Regions from separate parts of the Zea mays genome. Here region 2 is linked to region 1. A link is a contact called in public Hi-C data. All regions are on one chromosome and are shown on one strand. Each heading gives the region's core, a stretch centred on a gene start, on an enhancer-like site or on the middle of the called end of the contact. The rest is flanking DNA. Distances are from core to core; before and after follow the strand shown. Region 1 holds the start of LOC100283188 (protein kinase APK1A). Region 2 holds the start of LOC100502182 (ATP-dependent zinc metalloprotease FTSH 7 chloroplastic).

Region 1 (4,504 bases), core at 1,975-4,474:
TGTCACCAGCGGCAGCCGGTCCGAAGGGGAAAAAAAAAATCTGTGCATCCCGGATGTAAACTACTCTCTTTCAGTCCCTCTTATCCACCACTTAGAAGTCCAAGAAACCACATGTGGAGCATATGAAAGCACATGCTGCAGCGTTCAGTAAACTCCATTTTGTAAGCGTTCGTCGTGTTTATAAGGGCACATGCAAAGTTAACTAAGGGATGTTTGAATACACTAAACATAATAGTTAGCTCGCTAATAAATAGCTAGCTAACTATTAGTTAATCTCTATCTCTACTATATATTAAGACAATAGTGTAGACCATGACACAACCATGCCCCCGCCCTATCCTCATCCTGTCGGTGCGCTCCGCTCGTCAACCAACCAAACCTCCCTCTGCTAAAACCTCGTCACCCTCCTCCACTATGGCTGCCTCCCTAGCCTGACGCTCCCATTTCCCCGGCCTCGGAGCTGCGACTGCCGCCCCTGTGCCCACCCCTCCCCACGCGCACCCCCAGAATACCCAAAATCTGCGACCCCGACACCTACTCCCCCTGCTCCAGCGCCACCCCCGAGATGCCTGGACTCTGCGACCGCACACCCATCATCACTCAGCCAACATTCATGTCGTCGTCGTCGGTCTCCCGCTCCGCCTGGCGTCCCCGTCCTTCTACCGCCACGCTCTCGTGGGAGGCAACCCACTCGCGGCCGCACCCCATGCCCTCCTCCTAAAACCCCTCGCGTCCAAGCCCCGCGTATCGTACCACCAACTCATGCCCCTCCACCAACTGCGCCAGCATGACCCACCCCTTGTCGTCGCAGTCACTGCCTCCAAGCCGGTTCTCCAGGTACCCTTTCGTATCCCTTCCCTCCTGTCATTTGTGGTGGGATGTCGCATGATGGATCGATCGACTGCTTCGAACTGCCTGGCTTGGGTTGGGGTGCCACGCAGGACTCGAAGAAGTACCAGCAGTCGAACTCCATGACGACAAAGTTCACCAGCGTGGCCAACATTCCCTTCCTCTTCCTCCAACTCCCACGGACATCCTCAACGCCCACAACCTCCTCGTCGGCCACGAGACCGCGCTCTTCGTCGTGTTGTGGTTCGTACGGTCCCCAATTCGCGTCTCAGATTTCACCTCCTCTGTGCCTATCTGTGACGCTCATTTTGACGGATTTGATTGCACGCTTCAGGGAATGCTCACTGGGCTGCTAGGCAACCTCTCGCCCTTCTCCTATTTCGCCAAAAAGAGTGAGACGGAGGTTGTCATCTCCACCTATGCGGTCCTAGTTTGCTAAAAGTAGCTAATAGCCGAATCATAAGCAGCACCGTTTGGATGTTTTAACTAAATTTAGTGTTTCATTATTAGCTCTGTTGAATCTAAACATGATCTAAGGAGTACCGCCACGTGGCATCAACTATTAAAGGTCCAAAACATGGTTTTTATATATACGCTCAAAATTCATCTTTTGGAATAGCTTCTGAAACTGATCGCCATTTGCATGTTACGTACCCCTACCGATCAAGATCTATTCAATTCCTTATTGTTCAGGATCAGCGACTTGACTAACAACCAAAAAAGCCATCTCAAAGTACGCGCGAGATGACGTCACATGTCGTAGAGTAGATCACATCAATCTTCAACGGATTGGACGAGCTTATTTTGGCGATTTGATTAACGAGACTCTCTGCAACGAACTCTGACATCACGGAAATTTTTCTATGTAATCCGATTCAACTACTACTAATCCACTACATCAAGAAACTTATATAAGTAAAATAAATAAAAAAACATTACCTTCACCTTCTACTCTCTCTAAACAAAGCTAATGGTATTTACGGTCTTCTTCGGCCGACAATACAGCTCAGGAACCCATCTTGCCGGCAGGTTTGCATCCAGCGGCCGAGATCAGCGCGGTCGTCTTCTCCTGGAGCTCGCGAACCACCTCCACCATGGAGGGCCGCGTCCCGGGGCCGTCGCCGATGCACCGCAGCGCAAGCGCCGCCACGGTGGCCGCCTCGTGCGTGTCGTACTCGTCTCCGAGCCTCCGGTCCACTGCCTCCGCTACTCTTCCTTCGCCGAGCGTAGGACCCACCGCGGCGGCGAGCCGGCGCCCCGTGTCGGCGCATATGGCCTCCCTCCCCGTGAGGAGCTCGAGCAGCAGCACGCCGAAGCTGTACACGTCGCCCTTCTTGGTGGCGACGCCGGAGCGGAGGAAGTGCGGGTCCACGTAGCCCGGGGAGCCCATGACGACGGCGCGCGGCGCCGACGACGCCCTGGCCCTGGCCCCGCTGGCCTCCGGCGGCTGGAGCGCGGCCGAGAAGCCCACGTGCGCGAAGCCCAGGTCGCAGAGCTTGGCGTCGAGGCTGGCGTCCAGCAGCACGTTGGAGGCCTTCACGTCGCCGTGGATCACCGCCGGGTCGCGGCTCTCGTGGAGGTGCTCCAGCGCCATGGCCACCTGGAACGCCACCGCCATGCGGCGCGCCCACGGGAGCGGCGCCTTGCCGCTGCCGTGGAGCCTCTCGTGGAGGTCGCCGTTCGGTGCGTACTCAAAGACCAACACGCCTTCCTCTGCACGTACGCACGCAGAAAGAGAGGGAGAGAGAGAGAGAGAAAAGAAACTCGTGTTAGCTCCTAGCTCATCTATCTACGTGACTTGGAAGCTCCCGCTCAGTGGAGCTGTGGAGCTGATCAGTCGGTGGTTGGTTCGCGTCTTGTTATATACCTCGTTCGTCGCAGTAGCCGAGCAGGCGGACGATGTGCGGGTGGCGGAGCGAGAGGAGCACGTGGAGCTCCTGGCGGAAGGCGCGGTGGAGGCGCTCGCTGCTGCGCTGCACCTTGACGGCGCCGAGGCGGGAGGAGGAGAGGCAGGCCAGGTAGACGGTGCTGAAGCCGCCCTGGCCGATGACGCGGGAGGAGAAGCCCGCCGTGACGGACTCGATCTCGGCCCACGCGAACCGCCTGGCCGACGACCCGCTGCCCTTGCCGAGCGACGCGGCGGGCTCGTCCGCGACGCGGGGGTCGGTTCGGCCCGCGTCGCCCTGCTTGTCGAGGCGGAGGCACGAGAGGAGGCCGCACCCGGCGGGCAGCATCCTGTTCTGGCGCACGCACGACGCCGCACCGCAGCTCCGCACGCCGGCTGCTGGTCCGAGGCTGAGCTGAGCTGAGCTGTGTTGCTCTATCTGGTGAAGCGCTGGGCGAGCGCCTTTTTGGCCGTGCTCGGGTGGCCAGATCACCGAACGGCTTCTGGCGCCCGTCGTTATATACGACGTCGACGCGGGGGGCGGGACTGGATGCCCAGCGCCCGCAGGCGGCAGGCCGCAGCTAGTGCCTAGTGGACCTCAACTAATCAGTGGCGCGCGGAGCACATAAAGAAAAGGGCAAAAGGCGACGGGGTGAGCAGCTCCTCCCGTTGAGATGCGTGATGCATCTGCGTGCTGTCGTCACGCACGCCCCCCACAATTCTATTCCGCCGGAGCGTCGCGCGCGCCTGCCGGCTGCCGCCCTGCACCTTGGCTCGGCATGCGCTTTTCCTTTTTCACCGGTAAAAATATATCAGCAATAATGCGCTCTGCAGCCGTCTGGTGCCGGAATGTTGATTTGGCTAGTATTTTCCTCCGCGTCAGCGGCAGAGGCGCCACCGGATCGACCGTGGAGTGCGACGTGCCACCGGCACCAGTTCGAGGGCTCCTTTTCAGCTGCTGTCAGAGCGGCCTTTCCTGGCTGCAAGGTCATGGGCCATGTTCATAGCAGCTAGATATAAACTTTTTTTCCAGTGGATCCGAATCCTATGGCGAGTAACGTCCCAAATGGAAGTGTCCAGGTGACAGGCGTCCCACTTTTTCCAACGGGCCGGCGTGCTCTGCTCGCTTACCGCGGCACGCACAGGCAGGCGGTGAAAAAAAATTAATAAACAGCGCTGGTGGTTGCGCCCGCGTGTGGCTGGGCCACATGGCCCCCACTGAGATTCCTGTAGCCAGATCACGCAGCTCGTCTTCGTATTGGAGGAGCGCTAGCTGGGGAGCATGGGGATTAGTGGTTTCATATTCGTAAGCGTACGACATCACATGTTTTGCAGGGTAGATATAGAAGTGGAGGTCACATTCACACACGGAATTCGCCACGGCGAGCTGAAGAACCTGTCGTCCTGCTGCTGCTGGTGAAGAGTATGGAGGAGGATTCAGAAACAGCAGGGCGCCCAGCGTATGCAGAATTGCAGACGCGCTTCAGATGTTGACTGCCCGAACGGAGATACAGGAGGAGTACTTGAGACTTTTGACTAATGACTGCCCGCGCCCCACGGTACTTGAACATGCTTTGGACGAATTAAACGCGTCTGCCCTTTGCAGGCTTGCAGCGTATATACTAGTACAAATTTTCAAGCTGAGTTTATGCTTGCCGGACGGCCCGAAACTGTGAATAGGAGAGCCAGGACGAGAGCCCGAGGAACGGTGGCAACTACTCTGATTGGGACATGTAGCATGACTGCATCAGCTAGGTTACATCATTCATT
Region 2 (4,782 bases), core at 396-2,895, 330 kb after region 1:
AATAGCCTTTAAATATTCATTTTTTCATTCTAACTTAGTTATATCTTACTTCTCACAAGAACTCGCGAAATACTTTTTCGAGTAGATTCTAGTCTAAAGTTTATAAAACAGTTGGATTGGTTCAGAGTGGTTCAACTTGCGCACGTAGCTGTTGAACCGGCCTGCACCAGTCGAACTGTGTATGTAACAATCTTTCGAAGTTTGTTGTGAAATTTTTTCAAATTAGCCTATTCACCCCCTTTAGGCTACTTTCAAAACAACATATTTTAGAACACATAAGGTTGTCACTTAATTATCAAAACCAAACTAGGACTTTCACTTACCACAAAACATAGCACAACGATTGAACGATCTGGTGGCCTTTGACTAACTGCTATGGTGGTTTTGTTCATACAATCAAACCAATATTGGTACCATATAATCCATTACATATCGTGTCTTCATAGTTTGACCTCTGTTTTCATTTTTTTCAATGATATATCCTTAATAACTATTAACGATATGCCAATATCTTCTCCCTCACGCAAGAGCTTGCATTGAGATGAAATTCTATAGCTCTTGTTCCCATTTTTGTTTACCAATATGTGCGCTTTTTTTCTTGTATTGTAGATGTGACATTAGTTCCACTTTATCATTAGTAAAACTTAACAAGCTCGTCAAACTCATTAATCACTAGAAGGATACCCACGAGTTGTTGTAGGACTATTGTAGAAATAAATCTGTTGCATATACGAGTCAAATCATCTACATGTTATTGCATCCATTCTTATCAATATTTGGTTGCATTAAGTGGTTGGAAGAGTTGAGATAGAACTTATAATGAAAAATATATTTATAAGAGACATATGTACATTTAATCATCTTATCATTCTACCACCAAAATAGAAATTAGATGTACTTTAACAACAAATATAAATAATAGAAGATTCACGTAACTCCAAGAGACCAAGACAGTCATAATAAATAGATATAGTATGATTATGAAAAAGAAAATCTAAAACTGGTTTACTATATTTTTTGTTCTATATCAGTTTTGCTACAAAATTTCCGCGATTAGCTAAAATTTATCTTTCTAATTGCAAAAAATCTGGCTCCGACAACAACAAAGTGGGCCACCGATCCAACGTGAAGAGAGAAGAGAGGTGTAGGCTAGGCCAACGGTAAACAATTTAAACAATCCACAGCCAAAATAAATTCACACGTTTCGTTCCAGGATCGGAATTAAACCAATCATTTTTTGTCGGCTAGAGAAGATACTCCCAAGTTCCGTAGGCGTAGTTCATTCTTTCTGTGGACATCATAAGCTCGACGCCCTGCGCCATCCGACGCGCCAAATATCTCGAATGCCCACCTTCTGACAGACACTCCTCCTCTCATTGACATCTTCTCACTGACATCTCAGTGGGGCATGCATAGTCCGTCCCCAGCAATCCTTTACCCGGGCGCCGCGGCGCCGTGCAATTATCTCAAAAACCAAACGGATGAGCTCCACCCGACGGTCGCCCAAGCTGAAATCAGCAATAAGCAGTCACTGACGATGGGCCTAAGGCCTTGTGTCCCAGCTTGACGGCGTGACAGGCAGCAAACGGCCGCCCCCTTCTCCTTCCCTCCACCCCTCTTCGTCTCGTCTCGGCCTCTTTCCTTCCTCTGTTCCTCATCTTCGTCTCGGCCTCACCCCCGACGACCCCGCACCGATCCCTCCACGCGCTCGCGCGCAGCACGGGCGGAGTTGGGCGAACTCCGTGCTCGTTCAACCCGTACTCTAGTACCTCCAGGGTTCGGGTCGGGTCTGCCTTCCTCTTCGTATGGCTTCCGCCGCCGCGGAAACCCTCGCCTCGTTCCCAATCGCATCCCCGTCCCGCTCGCTCCTACGCCCCTTCCCCAGGCGACCAGCCGGCGCTAGGACAGGCGCACCGTCGATCCGGATATCCGCCGTGCCGCCGCGGGGCCTCGGGCTCGCGCTCGTACACCGCCGCTGCCCGCCAGCGGCGCGCGCGAATGTTGAGCGCGACGGCGACGGCGCCTCCGGGAACGGCGAGCCGTCGTCCTCGTCTGGGGATGGCGACCGCGACGCGGCTGCGGAGTCGGGGGGCGATAGCACCAGCACGAGCACCACGAGCACGGCCGCGACACCGCCGCCGCCCTCGTCGAAGAGGAACGAAAATAAGTGGCGGCGGAGGCTGACTAAGGGAGGCGGCGTGGGGCGGTGGCTATGGGAGCCCATAGTCCAGGGACGGGAGATGGGCTTCCTCCTGCTCCAGCTGGGCTTCGCCATATTTGCGCTACGCATGCTTCGCCCAGAGATCGCGTTGCCCGGTTCAGAGCCCCGCCCACAGACGACGTACGTCAGTGTACCATACAGCGACTTCCTGGCCAGCATAAACAAGGACCAGGTGAAGAAGGTTGAGGTGGACGGGGTGCATATCATGTTCCGACTCCGCCCAGAGGTGGAGTCCCAGGTCCGTGTTGAGCAGACACCGACACAGCGCGGAGCAGATTATGTCATTGATAATGCTGGAGTTTCAAGGAGAATTGTGTTCACGACGACTCGTCCAGTGGACATAAAGACACCATACGAGAAGATGGTGGAAAACATGGTTGAATTTGGGTCACCGGACAAGAGGTCTGGCGGCATGCTCAATTCTGCCCTGGTAAGGCACTCATGCCGAAAGATATTTCTGATGCAAATGCAATGTTCGTGGCTTCAAATTAATGTAGTAATAGTACCAATCACACAAGTTTAGGAATTTTAAAATTTGTATCTAAGCATGTAAAATGACAGTTGGAAAGTCAGAGATGTTCTGAGCATTGAAACTGACAGGGCAAATATTTCATAATGATATTGACGAGCGAACCCAGTAGGTTCACTTTGTGTGAGCATTGTATATGTACAGTGTGAGGCAGAATATTGCATAGTATATGTTGAAACGCTTGCTCTACAATGTTATATTTGTACTCACTAGAAATAGAGAATTCAAGTGTTTCTAACAGATGCAACATGACATGACCATATGGTCTGCTCTGTTTTGTTGCTAGGTCACTCAGGAAACAACATGTTTAGTTGACTAAACTGTTGTAACTAATGCTTCAGCAATATGATATGATCCAGAGTTTGGATTGTAGATAAAGTTATGATTCATAATCCTTGCACTTGCATATGTTAAAGTCAGATCTTGCTAATACATAAAGCGCTCTAGAAAAATGTAGCACACTTTTTTATTTTGATTCTCTTTTGTATTAGCATACATGCCTCGACAGTTATTTTGTTGATTCGTCTGTAACACATGTTTAGGTTTCTAATATGCATGACTCATGCAAGCATTTCTTTATACACAAAGCACTAAGGCTTATACACCAGATTCAAACTAGAAGCAATGAAGCACATCTTTGATCATTAAGTCTTGTATCTATTTTACCATGTTCCATCCTCATTGTGAACCCATCTTTGCTCCTGTTGAGCGACTAGATTATCCTATATTCGGTAGTCCTGCACCACGTTTTTGGGCAGCCAGTTAAAAATGTATGGACATTAGAGGAAAGCTCACTTGTGGAGTAAATTCAATACTACAGTAACACATGGATGGTAGTTTTAACATTTACATGATCCTTGGAATTAAAAAGCAGAAAGAAGTTTGGAGTTTGATTGGTACGTGCTTAAAAAACAGGAAACTGAACTCCAGTTCTGATATTTGGGCTACAAACAAAAATGTATGGGTCTTTGACCTAATATGGGACTGTGGAAAGTGTTTTGGGGAATTGAATGAGAATTTGGTTAACATGAAAATTAGGTAACCGGACTCTCAATCTGGTTTTGAAACATGCAAACGAACTGCAAGAACTCTTCTTGAACCTAACATCAGAACATGGGATCTAAATTGCATGTGTAAACGGGATTTTGGTTCACGTGTGACATTAAGAAACTGAACTCCCAGAGCCGACAAAATTAGTGTATTATGTTTTCTGTAACCTTGTATAGGAGATGGGATCCTAATTGAGGATTGTAAATAGGAATTTAACAGGACTGAAAAGTCCATCTCTATGGGCACATAGTTTTTTTTTCATACATGCTTGCATTTATATATATGTGATTGTATTCTTTACATACAGACCCTCTTCAGTTGGTTCCTTTCAGTCTAACTGCCCTTACATTTTGCAGGTAGGTCTTATCTATGTTGTATTGATTGCGGTAGTTTTGCAGCGCCTGCCAATAAGCTTTTCTCAGGTACTGATGCATGACCTCAATCAATTGGCAAGCATGTACTCTTCGTCTGAAGTTGCATTACATTTGTATATATCTAATTTCTTATGCAAACTCAGCAATCACCCGGTCAGTTGAGGAATAGGAAGAATTCTAATTCCGGCGGAGCAAAAGTTTCTGAAAGTTCGGATATAGTTACATTTGCTGATGTGGCTGGAGTAGATGAGGCAAAAGAAGAGCTTGAAGAAATTGTGGTATGGTCGTATGGATCCTACAGTTTGACAGTAGCACTTGCAGCAATCAAATAAGGGAAATAAGCTGGTCCATACATATTTTTTGTTCAGGAGTTCTTAAGGAACCCAGAAAGATATATTCGTCTCGGTGCTCGCCCTCCTCGTGGTGTCTTATTGGTTGGTTCTGCAAATGCTTTTAGTAATGGAAACTACTGCTTGACAATTGTGTTTGTTACCATAATGTAATTCTTTCTCTACAGGTGGGTCTTCCAGGGACTGGAAAGACACTTCTTGCAAAAGCCGTAGCAGGAGAAGCAGAAGTCCCATTCATAAGTTGCTCTGCTAGTGAAT

The links. A called contact is a pair of places that touch in the nucleus more often than the background predicts.
Region 2: a contact with region 1 is called in a Hi-C map of leaf, with 2.2 times the contacts expected there. The contact joins the promoter of LOC100502182 here to the promoter of LOC100283188 in region 1. A contact is called at or near these places in 3 of 25 Hi-C or Micro-C datasets (bundle sheath, leaf and tassel).

What each region holds. Positions count from the first base shown.
Region 1 is chr5:194,366,115-194,370,618 of Zm-B73-REFERENCE-NAM-5.0, forward strand. LOC100283188 (protein kinase APK1A) reads right to left here and starts at 3,225. Exons shown (of 2, transcript NM_001156090.2): 1 at 2,717-3,225; 2 at 1,641-2,562. The coding sequence starts at 3,083. The coding sequence ends at 1,856.
Region 2 is chr5:194,692,887-194,697,668 of Zm-B73-REFERENCE-NAM-5.0, forward strand. It overlaps LOC100502182 (ATP-dependent zinc metalloprotease FTSH 7 chloroplastic), which reads left to right and starts at 1,646. Exons shown (of 13, transcript NM_001196659.1): 1 at 1,646-2,651; 2 at 4,157-4,222; 3 at 4,318-4,452; 4 at 4,543-4,608; 5 at 4,692-4,782. The coding sequence starts at 1,806.